2 separate regions of the Mus musculus genome follow, and region 1 is linked to region 2. The links are chromatin contacts, called in public promoter capture Hi-C maps. All regions are on one chromosome and are shown on one strand. Each heading gives the region's core, a stretch centred on a gene start, on an enhancer-like site or on the middle of the called end of the contact. The rest is flanking DNA. Distances are from core to core; before and after follow the strand shown. Region 1 holds the start of Cavin3 (caveolae associated 3). Region 2 has its middle 8.7 kb from the start of Gm38627.

Evidence for each region. Promoter capture Hi-C pulls out the DNA fragments that hold promoters and counts their contacts.
Region 1: a promoter capture Hi-C map of hippocampal neurons shows a contact between it and region 2, with 6 times the contacts expected there. The contact joins the promoter of Cavin3 here to the enhancer-like site in region 2. A contact is called at or near these places in 5 of 39 promoter capture datasets (cranial neural crest, frontonasal cranial neural crest, hippocampal neurons and 2 more), 2 of 484 Hi-C or Micro-C datasets (cerebellar granule neurons and cerebellum) and 1 of 115 datasets of contacts at active chromatin or transcription factors (astrocytes).

The regions. Positions count from the first base shown.
Region 1 is chr7:105,478,786-105,483,538 of GRCm38.p6, forward strand. Cavin3 (caveolae associated 3) reads right to left here and starts at 3,412. Exons shown (of 2, transcript NM_028444.1): 1 at 2,991-3,412; 2 at 1,831-2,434. The coding sequence starts at 3,374. The coding sequence ends at 2,036. It overlaps Gm36847 (a long non-coding RNA gene), which reads left to right and starts at 4,014. Exons shown (of 3, transcript XR_378395.4): 1 at 4,014-4,085.
Region 2 is chr7:102,511,894-102,516,553 of GRCm38.p6, forward strand. It overlaps the pseudogene Gm8556. Among named protein-coding and RNA genes, the nearest start is that of Gm38627, 8.7 kb to the left of the region's middle. Within about 2 kb of position 1,363, at least 106 of the 459 cell types and tissues checked have an H3K27ac peak or open chromatin away from gene starts, as enhancers often do. A contact at or near this core is called in astrocytes and hippocampal neurons, where this site is marked.

The sequences.
Region 1 (4,753 bases), core at 2,162-4,661, 3.0 Mb after region 2:
GTTTTGAATGGAGCTTATTCAAAAGCTATAAAAGAATATAGGAGCTGGAGAGATGGTTCAGCAGTTAAGGACATCCATTGCTCTTGCAGAGGACCTGGGTTCAGTTCCTAGCTCACAACTATCTGTCACTCAGTTCCAGAAGTCCCAGTGCTCTCTTCTGGCTTCTGTGGGCATTAGGCATACATGTGGTGCACATACATACATGCAGGCAGAACACAGAAAATAAACCTAAAAAGAATGTTTTAAATTAGAAAATAAAGGGCCAAGGATGGCCCCAGGGGTAGGAATGTGTGTGTGCATAAACCTGGTGATCCGAGTTCAGTTCCCACAGCGGGAAAAGAGAGCAACCAGGAAAAGTTGTCCTATAACCTCCACACATATGCAGAGATACAATGCTTCTGTTTGTTTGTTTAATATGATAAAAAACAAACTTCCAGAGTCACTGGGCAACTTCTGTCCCTTAAGTGACATAAGAGAGCAGGTTGTCTCCCAATCACATGCACGTCTTCTGTGTGTGCCATCTGGCCCAGAAGTACCCACTGGTGTCTCAGCCATTCCTCAGATCTAGTCACAGCACCCATAGCAGCTCCACCAGATGTGTGGGCCAGCTGCTATCTGTACACCCGTAGTAAGACATCATGAGCAACCAGCTGTGCTTCTGCCCTACCTGGCCAAGGAGTGAGAAGCTTGGCCGACTTCAAGCAGCTGGGCTTACACGCAGACCCCTTTCCTAAGAAGGTAGTAGCTAATCCATCACACACACACACACACACACACACACACACACACCGTGCCCACTGGTATTTATGATGACTGCGCTTGTGCTGGATATGGGAGTGCCCACATAAATGGTGGTGAACATCAAACATTCCAGAATATTTGAAAGTCCATGAGACTGACATGACATGTCCCCTCAACGGGGAATTAACACTGCAGTTTCTCTATTATGCATCAAGTGGGAAATTAATTCTGCATGCTATACTAACTACTGAGAAGATTGGTTTTTAAATTTTTAAAATGGGTGCCGGCTTTTGGCCTGAAATGAGGCAGATTGTGGCAGCAGGCATAGCATCCATCTGTCTGCTTTCTCCAACTAAGTCTAACCTCCTTCTTTTCTCTGTCTCCCAATAAGACTGACATACTATGGATAAATCAAGGGCATACTCCATTGATTAGATCACAAGCCATTCTAACACACACACACACACATACACACACACAGAAAGCTAGCAAGCTCCCAACAATGAGCCTTCAGGGAACCTTTCAGATTCAAACCCTAACAAGATCTAAAAAACATGGAGGTCCTATTTTTTTTTTATTTTATGCATTGACATGAAGACACAGTCAGTTCGTCACACTCATTGTGAGAGATGCTCGATTCTAGGAGGCCTGGATTCTCTCAACCTATCAGATTACTCATTTGGTTTTGAAAACAATGAGTGCTTTGTGTGCTTTGTTTTGTTTTGTTGGCAGAAGGAAAGTAGACCAAGGGCTGTTTTTGGATTGCTTTCTAAATGCACCCCAACCCAATGGTGTGAGCTGTCTGTGAGTGTCAGACACCAGAAGTAGGAAGAGTGCATTAGCTGACATTAACTAGGGCGTTTTCTTCAAAGAACTGCATACTGCCCCGCCCCAGGCCGGGCCCCAAAGTTGTACTTATGTGTCCCCAAGAGGAATGTATTTAAGCAGTAAGTGGCCAATATTTCTCCGTGCCAATGGAGGACCCAGGATTCGGTGAAAAGTGAGAACGTTTGTCATTCAGCCCATTCCTTCCCCAAGCCATGCGCATTGTCGCTCGCCCTTTCTCATTGAGTCTGGGTTAGAGAAAATTGCTTTTATTGGTGGTGAACCTAAATTAGGCTGAAAGCTCCTCTGTCAGAGGACACAGGGTTCAGACTGGAAAGCCAGGAAGGAAGCTTTGGAGCTGGGCAGTGGATGCAGGATTCTCTCCTTATTTGGATGTAAGTGCTGCACTCTATAAGTACTTATTTTGGGACAAGGCTTAAGCACCGAATGGGACAGGCAGCCCCAGGGATCAGGCTGCGCTCTCTATTTGAAGCACGGGTTTCTCAGGATCTTCCTTGGTAGGTTGAGGAGGTTCTGGCTCCAGGGCAGTCTCGAGCTCGGACTCCATTTCAGGCTGAGCTGCAGGCTGGCCTTCTGATGGGCCTTCAGAGCTCCGGACAGGCCCTACGCGTGGCGGCTTGACTGGTGTGGGCTGTGCTGCTTTACGACTGGAAAGAGCCCTTTTCAGGCTTTGAACTTTCTGTAAACCAGTGCGGCGCAGCCGCTGAGCCCTGGACTCCACTGGCTCCTCTTCAGAACTCTCTCCAACTTCATCCTCTGGCTGATCTGGGCCCAGCACCAACTGGTCCTCCGGACCCAAGAGCTCTGGGACTTTCTGGAAGGCGCGGGCTGGAATTTCAGTCTCCTCCTAAATGTGATGACACAGCTTTTGATTCTCTGATTTGACCCTGGCACTTAGCCAGGACCAGCCTGAAACTCTCTTGCCCGCCCGCCAAGGGAAGCTACTCCACCCTTTGCATCTGCACTAGGAATTGGGGCCAAAATAGAGGAATGGGAAGATGGGGGATGGGGAGGATGGAGGAGCAGAGAGATGAGCAAAGAGGGGGAAAGTGGACCTTGCAAGTTTGCAAAGTGGATGAAACCGTGTAGAGTGTAACAGCTGTATAGGCGCTTGGAGGAGGCAGAGTAACACCTAACAGTTAGTTCCATGTGGGTGCGACTGACCAAATCCGCAGACTGGCCTGAGTTAGGGAGGGCGTGGGTTGGCCAGGCTGGGAGTGAGAAAGGGATAAGGTCGCTGTTGTGAGAAAGTGGGTGCGGCTCTGAGAGTCTTCCACAAGTGAGGGCAGCACGCTGGGTCAGGAATGTGGAGATGCGGACGGGTGGGTGGCAGGAGTCCTTCCCTCGGTGGTAACCTAGAGGCGAGGGTTGGGGGCGGGAGAGGGATGCCTGAGGTCACTGACCTTGAAGAGCAGGACGTGCAGCTTCCCGCGCGCCACCAGCAGCCCGTGGTTGGCCTCCAACCGCTGCACCTGAGCAGCGCGACGCACGGCCCGCTCCTGGGCTGCGTCGGCGTGCGAGCCCACGCGCTCCGCCTTGGCCAGCAGCTGCGTCAGTGTGTTGCTGGTGGTGTCGTGGCTGCGACTCAGCGCACCCAGGCCACTCTGTATGCGACGCACGGAGCCCGCCAGGCCGCCCTGCCTCTCAGCCAGGCCGCCTTGCCGCTCCCGCAGAGCCTCCAGCATGGTGGCCAATTTCTCCAGCAAGGTCACCACGGTGACTGCGTGCACCGGACCCCCTGCGGGCGTCTCAGGCACAGGTCCGGGCTCCAGTGCGCTCTCCCCCATGATCTCTGACCACCGGGCCTGCTCTCCCTGAGACCGATGGCTGCGATCTGGGCTGGGGCTGCCTTTCCCCGCCTCCTCCCCTAGTTCAGGCCGTGACTCAGCCGGGCGGGAGTTGGCATCTTCCGCGGTGGGAAAAGGAGGAGGCCGAGCAAGGGGGCGGAATGTCCAAAGGGGGCTCTTTCGAAGGCTCCGCCCCGGGATCTGCGAGTAAGACAGTCCTGCCCAGAGGCACCTCTTTTCTGAGTTTGTGCTCCTTTTCCCCCATTTTCCTGGTGGGCTTCTTTCAGGCCTGTGTTCTTCACAGCAAAAGGCAAACCACTGAAAATTTCATTTATCTATCTAGTGATCAGAGAAGGGGGTGGGGGTGGAAGGCAGGGGTGTTAAAGGCATAGCCTAAGCCGTCAAAGCTGCTGAGCCCCAACGCTGGGCGGAGGCCTGTAAAGTTTGGAATGTTCTGCCTCAGACCCAAGACTGCCTAGGCCCAAGGCAGGGCTTTGTGTCTAGGCGGGCTGGGCGGGGCATCCTCTGATATTTTCCAGGTTTAGCCTCTGGCTTCGTTTATTGCTATTTCTTCCTACTGGACTGCGTTGTTCTTCTTTGGATTCCTGGAGGATAGCTCAGCCATGAGTTAGAATAAGTACTGGTTTGTCCGTTTTAATGGAGATTGGCTGTGGTTCCTGCGTAATGCCTTCAATCCCGTCTCCGAAATTGGTGAGTGTGAGGATTTGAAATGCTGCAGTAGCTAGATATGGTGATACATATTGAGGTAGGAAAATCACCAATTGGAGACCATGATGAACTACATAGTGAGTGTTAGAGTGGAAAATCACTACATAAAGGTTGATTCCTGAGTTCTGGTTGTGAAAACTTTGTTTTTATGTTAGAGTTTGATTTGCTCATCTTGGACCCGATATTAGCAGAGCCATCTGAGCCTGACAAAAGAACACAAAGAGTTTGAGCGGGGTTTCATGTCATTCAGGGAGGCCCTGAACTCACTGTTCAGCCAAGGATGGTCTTGAATGTCTGTTCTTGCTTCTGCCACCCAACGGCTGAGATAACAGTTGTGTGCCACCAAACCTACTTTATGCTGGTGCTGGAAATCGAACTCAGGCTCCTATGCACACTGGTCAACATCTTCAACGGAGCTACATCTTTGACCCTGTTTCTGTGTTTTTGAGATAGGGACTCATTGTGTAACCCAGGCCTCAAACTCAAAATCTTCCTGTCTCAGACACCTGAGTGTTGAAGTTATAGGTGTTCATTGACTGCCCCATTAGTTGGCTGAAAAGGCACAGCGTTAAGGATCAAACCCAAACCCTCAAACACGCTAGACAAGTATTCTGCCACTAAGCCATACCCCAGCCCAACAACTTGGAAAT
Region 2 (4,660 bases), core at 113-2,612:
ATAGCATTCTCAGCTCTGAATTTTTCTCTCTCCCCCCAAGTTATCCAGGGAGTTTTAAGGGGTAGATTGGCACATGCGATGGTGCTTAGTGCACAGGAAAATGGCCAGAAAATGTTGTCATTATGAACATTTGAGACGTATCCCAAAGTATACTCCGTCAGACAGTGCCACAGGATGCTAGTGTATGTTGAAAGAGGAAGTTCTGCTATGGTAAGCATCAAAACCCAGACTTAAACCAAGAGAAACATCTGTCCCCCTCGGAAAGACTCCAACTGATTAAAAGAAATTGTCAGCTACTACTCCCCAAAGCTGAGGAGGGTAGCTTAAGTAAGTGGTTCTCAACTTGCAGGGCCATGGAGCTTTTTCCTGTGTAGTGCGTGCGTGCGTGCGTGCGTGCGTATATGTGTGTGTGTGTGTGTGTGTGTGTGTGTGTGTCCTGGAAGATACTTAGGAAAAATGCAAGGCTCTCTTCACCTTAAAAAAAATTGAGGCAGGGTCTCACATAGCCCAGGCTAGCCTCTACTGTAACTGATTACGTAGTGGAGGATGGTCTTTAACCGAGCCAAGCTCGGAGAGCTTTTGTTTTGCCTCAATCGGTCTCTGGGTCTCAGGGTCACCATGTGGGCTTAGGTCTCAGTTTCCTTCTCTGAAATGCGAACAACTGTGTATGTACAACAGGGCCTATCGCAGTGTTGTTAGGACTGAGGAAATTAATGTAAGTAGTTTCACAGTTCCTGGCACACAGACTGTAAATGTGAGCCTTTCACTCTCTTCTGGGGACAAGTCATGATTGATCCTCATTCTGATGTGTGGCTCTTGCCCAGAAGTTAGTAGGTGACCCCCAGCGCTGTCAGTTTGGAGAATAAGTTGAACACACCCCAGGATGAGATATAATGATTACTCTCTCTCCTTTTTCCGCCTGACCACTGGTCACTGGGGAGAGATTACTGGGCCAGGGTCTAGGGTTCAGTGGTCAAGGCTTTTGAATGGACCGGGAGGGGTGGATCTGGAGATCGGGCCAGCAAAACACCGGAAACCCTAGATTCGGTCTCCCTGGCCACTCGTTGGTGTGGCTGTGGCGACCTCGGCTTCCGTGGGTGGCACTGGGAGCTTGCTTGCAGGCGGCCACGGCAGGCTTGCGCCAGGTTGCCAAAGCCGGGCCTCCGCGGCGCTCCGCTGGGGCTCGTTAGCGCCGCGGGCTGGCTGTCGCCACAGCGGCCCGCGGGAGCCTGGCGATCTCGTAAACATTAAGTCCCCATGCTCTGACGAGGCCCGTGGGAAGCGGCGGGGTTGAGGGCGGCCGAAGGCTGTGAGCTGGGAGCGCGGTGCCTGGTGGCTCTGTCACCAGGACCCGGGCGCCCGAGGCTTGTGCGTGCCGCCGCGTGGGGGCGCCCGAGTCCACGGAACGAGCCTGTAGGGTGAGCGCGAAACTGGAAGACACCCGTGCGCTCAGTTTCCTCCACGACCAAACATCGTTCCCGATTCTTCTCTCTAAGCTTTTAAAATAAACTCGATAAACTTGGAACCAGGCGGGGGCTGATGGAGCAGTAGGGAAAGCTGATGTTGGGTGAACATGCCCGGGCACCTCACTTTTTCAGCTTTATTTATTACTTGGCAGCAGGCTGTGTTTCTCAATGCTCAGCTGTGTTCTAGCTTAAATCCAGTTAATCTTTCTCTTCTCCTTACCAAGGGAAAATTAAAATTAGGATGTCAAAAGATCACATATTAGGGTGTGGAGGCACGTGCTTGCAATGCAGAGGTGGAGGTAGATCAGAAGTTCAAAGTCAACCCTGACTACACAGCAAGTTTGATACTAGCCTGGGATACAGGAGATCTGGCATCAATAAACAAGCAAAACCAAACCAAAACCAACCAACTAAACGACCCCCACCGCTGACAAAACAACAACCAAATCAACAAGAAACAAAAGCCCAACCTCTACACCCCTTCTCCCCCCTTCCCTCCTCCAGTCTTTAAACCTGTATTTGGCATTGTTAGCCCCATCAGAGAACCCAGGCCTACTTGGGATGGCCATGACTCTGAAAAGGGGCTAAATTCTCTGGAACTCACTTGCTAGGATCAACACTCATAGGGTAGTGCTTCCTGTGTCTTTCTGTTCTCTACAGTGCAGGGTGTGGATCTACCGCAGAGCTGTCCCTCTCCCCCCAGTTCGGTGTCTTTGTCCCTTCGGACTAGAAAGCAATAGTGCTACAAGCTAATCTCAGACCTGAAGTCCACCACGCAGGGATTTCAATGTCTGTGCTTCTGTCAGACTGGGTTGGGGAGGGATAATGTCTGTCTGAGGATAGCACCTCGTCTGCTCTGCTGGCCACGACAAACCCAGTGGCTCACTATCATTCATCTCTCACAGTTTTGGAGGCTGAGTATTTCAAGACTCGGGTGCTGGCAGATTAAATGCCTGGTGAGCGCCCTATTCTGAGTTTGCAGAAAAAGAGGAAGTTACTGGTCTGTGGGAACAGTAGAAGTGAGACTCAGGCATTTATTGTGGAGCTGGGCAAGGCTCCTTTCCTGAGCCACCAGCTCCAGTTGCCTGACTTCAGTTTACTGGAGGCAGGTATCAGGCTGCTCACAGATCAAGGGCAGTAAGCCTTTATTGATCTGGAGGTGGGGTAGAATAATGCTTGCTAATTTCCCATTGCTCATGGGCACAGTGGAGGTGCTTTCCTTCCTGGGTACAATCTGGCCTGAGGGTTTGCAGGCTTACAGTTCCAACTGAAACCAGAACTGCTGAGCAGTTCATTGCCATGTACAGGGATAGTAGCCTCAGGTTTGGTATGGGCCATATGATCAAACTGTATGTCCTTCAGTTGCCAATAAACACATACGAAGCTCGAAACAGCAAACAGATTAAGATAACTCTAAATTACAATTTTGGAAAAAAGTTTTCTTTCGGTTTTTCAAGACAGGGTTTCTCTGTGTAGCCCTGGCTGTCCTGGAATTCAATTTGTAGACCAGGCTGGTCTTGAACACAGAGATTCACCTGCCTCTGACTCCTTCCTGAGTGCTGGAATTAAATGTGTGTGCTAGCATTCTCATCTGGGAAAATAAACATTTTAAGTGATCGACATGTCTACATGCAGAGTTGAGCAGGGTCTGACTCACAAGTGTTAAGAGAGTACAGGGACAGACACAGTATAAAGACAGAAGTGGCCAGCTTTTATCTGCCTCAGTTATCCATCAGATGCCTACCGGCTGCAGTGAAGGGTCAGAGAAACCGGGAAACTGTTACAGACCCCTCACTGAGGTCTTATCTATAGTTCAGCTGTCGCTTTCCGGAATCAGGGTTAATTAAGAGCAGATGTGATTTTGCTCTGACAGAGTGTCTGACATCAGAGTTGATTTGGATGATTTACAAAGGACATTTCACCGGATGCGGTTTTCTCCCGTTCACACTTTTCTTTTGTCCTTTGTGTAGCCATTTTGAGCCTGATTAGTTTTAGCTCGATCTGGACATAGGGCTTGGCAATCTGGCCCTGTAACCTTGTCTTTTATTTAAAAAACCAAGAGTTTAATCCAGTGAAAGTTAAGGGTCCTGAGTTCTTTGCCCTTTGGTGTTCCTACCTATGGGAGCAGGGTAGGGAACCTTTGCTGCTATGCAAAGCCCTCTTTCCATTCATTACCTTTGTTTCTTCAAAATACTGTTATTTTTCTGAGCTGTTTCCAATTTCCTTTTGAATGTGCTGGCCAGCCTCAGGGTGTGGGATGCTGATTTACAGAGGAACTTGACTCTGTATTTTTAATGTATCTCTGTCATCCTCAGATCACTCTTACCTGTGCCTGTGGCAACTCTCTCCTCCACTGTGCACTGTGTGTGTCATCTGTGTGGTACAAGCACAACTTGCTTGACAATGGGGCTGTATGTCAAGACATTTCTCTTTAAGGCGGTTTCACTGCTGTGTGAATATTGCAGTGTACTTACGGAAGCTTAGGTGGTTGGTATAGTCGGGTATACCCCAGCTGTATCTCTTACTGCTCCAAGGCCATGCTGAGCAGAGTGTGGTATGAAGTCAAGCACTGGAGAATCCCAGATGCAACCCAGAGTTATGCTAAAGCATAACTGTAGGTGTGATGCTGAGTACTGCTTAAATTAGTTTCTTCTATCAGGAGTTCCCTGAAATTAATGTAAGATTACTGGGGTCAGAGCACGTCTGAACTCCAGGGCTTCTATGGAATCTTGGATAGGAGGCGGAGGCAGGACAGTTTCTGAAGGCTTCTGTGCTGGCTAGTCCATTGATAGCCAAGGTTGTCCTTGACCTTCACACAAGGCTGTGGCCACACCTTGACCTCCACCCATACTGTAGCCACGCGTGACTACATACACATGTTTAAAAGTATATTGTATTTAATACATAAGCCTCCTTTGCTATACCTGGCACAACTCTCTATACCACTTCCATGACCTGAGTCCTGCTGGGCTGTGGGTGCCTCTGCACTCTGGAAGCTGGCACGCTGAGGTCCCTGTTTCCCTTGGCCAGTTCCTGCCACAGCTAATTTCCCTGTGGCCTGTCTTGGCACAGAGCCTTCCCTGGCAGAGCAGGCTTGTGTGAGGAGAGACCGTGTGCCTCTATTCCTGGCACTCCTCCAGGACCCTTCCTGGTGGCGCACTACCTGGGTATTATGAGTATGCAGTCCTTCCTGC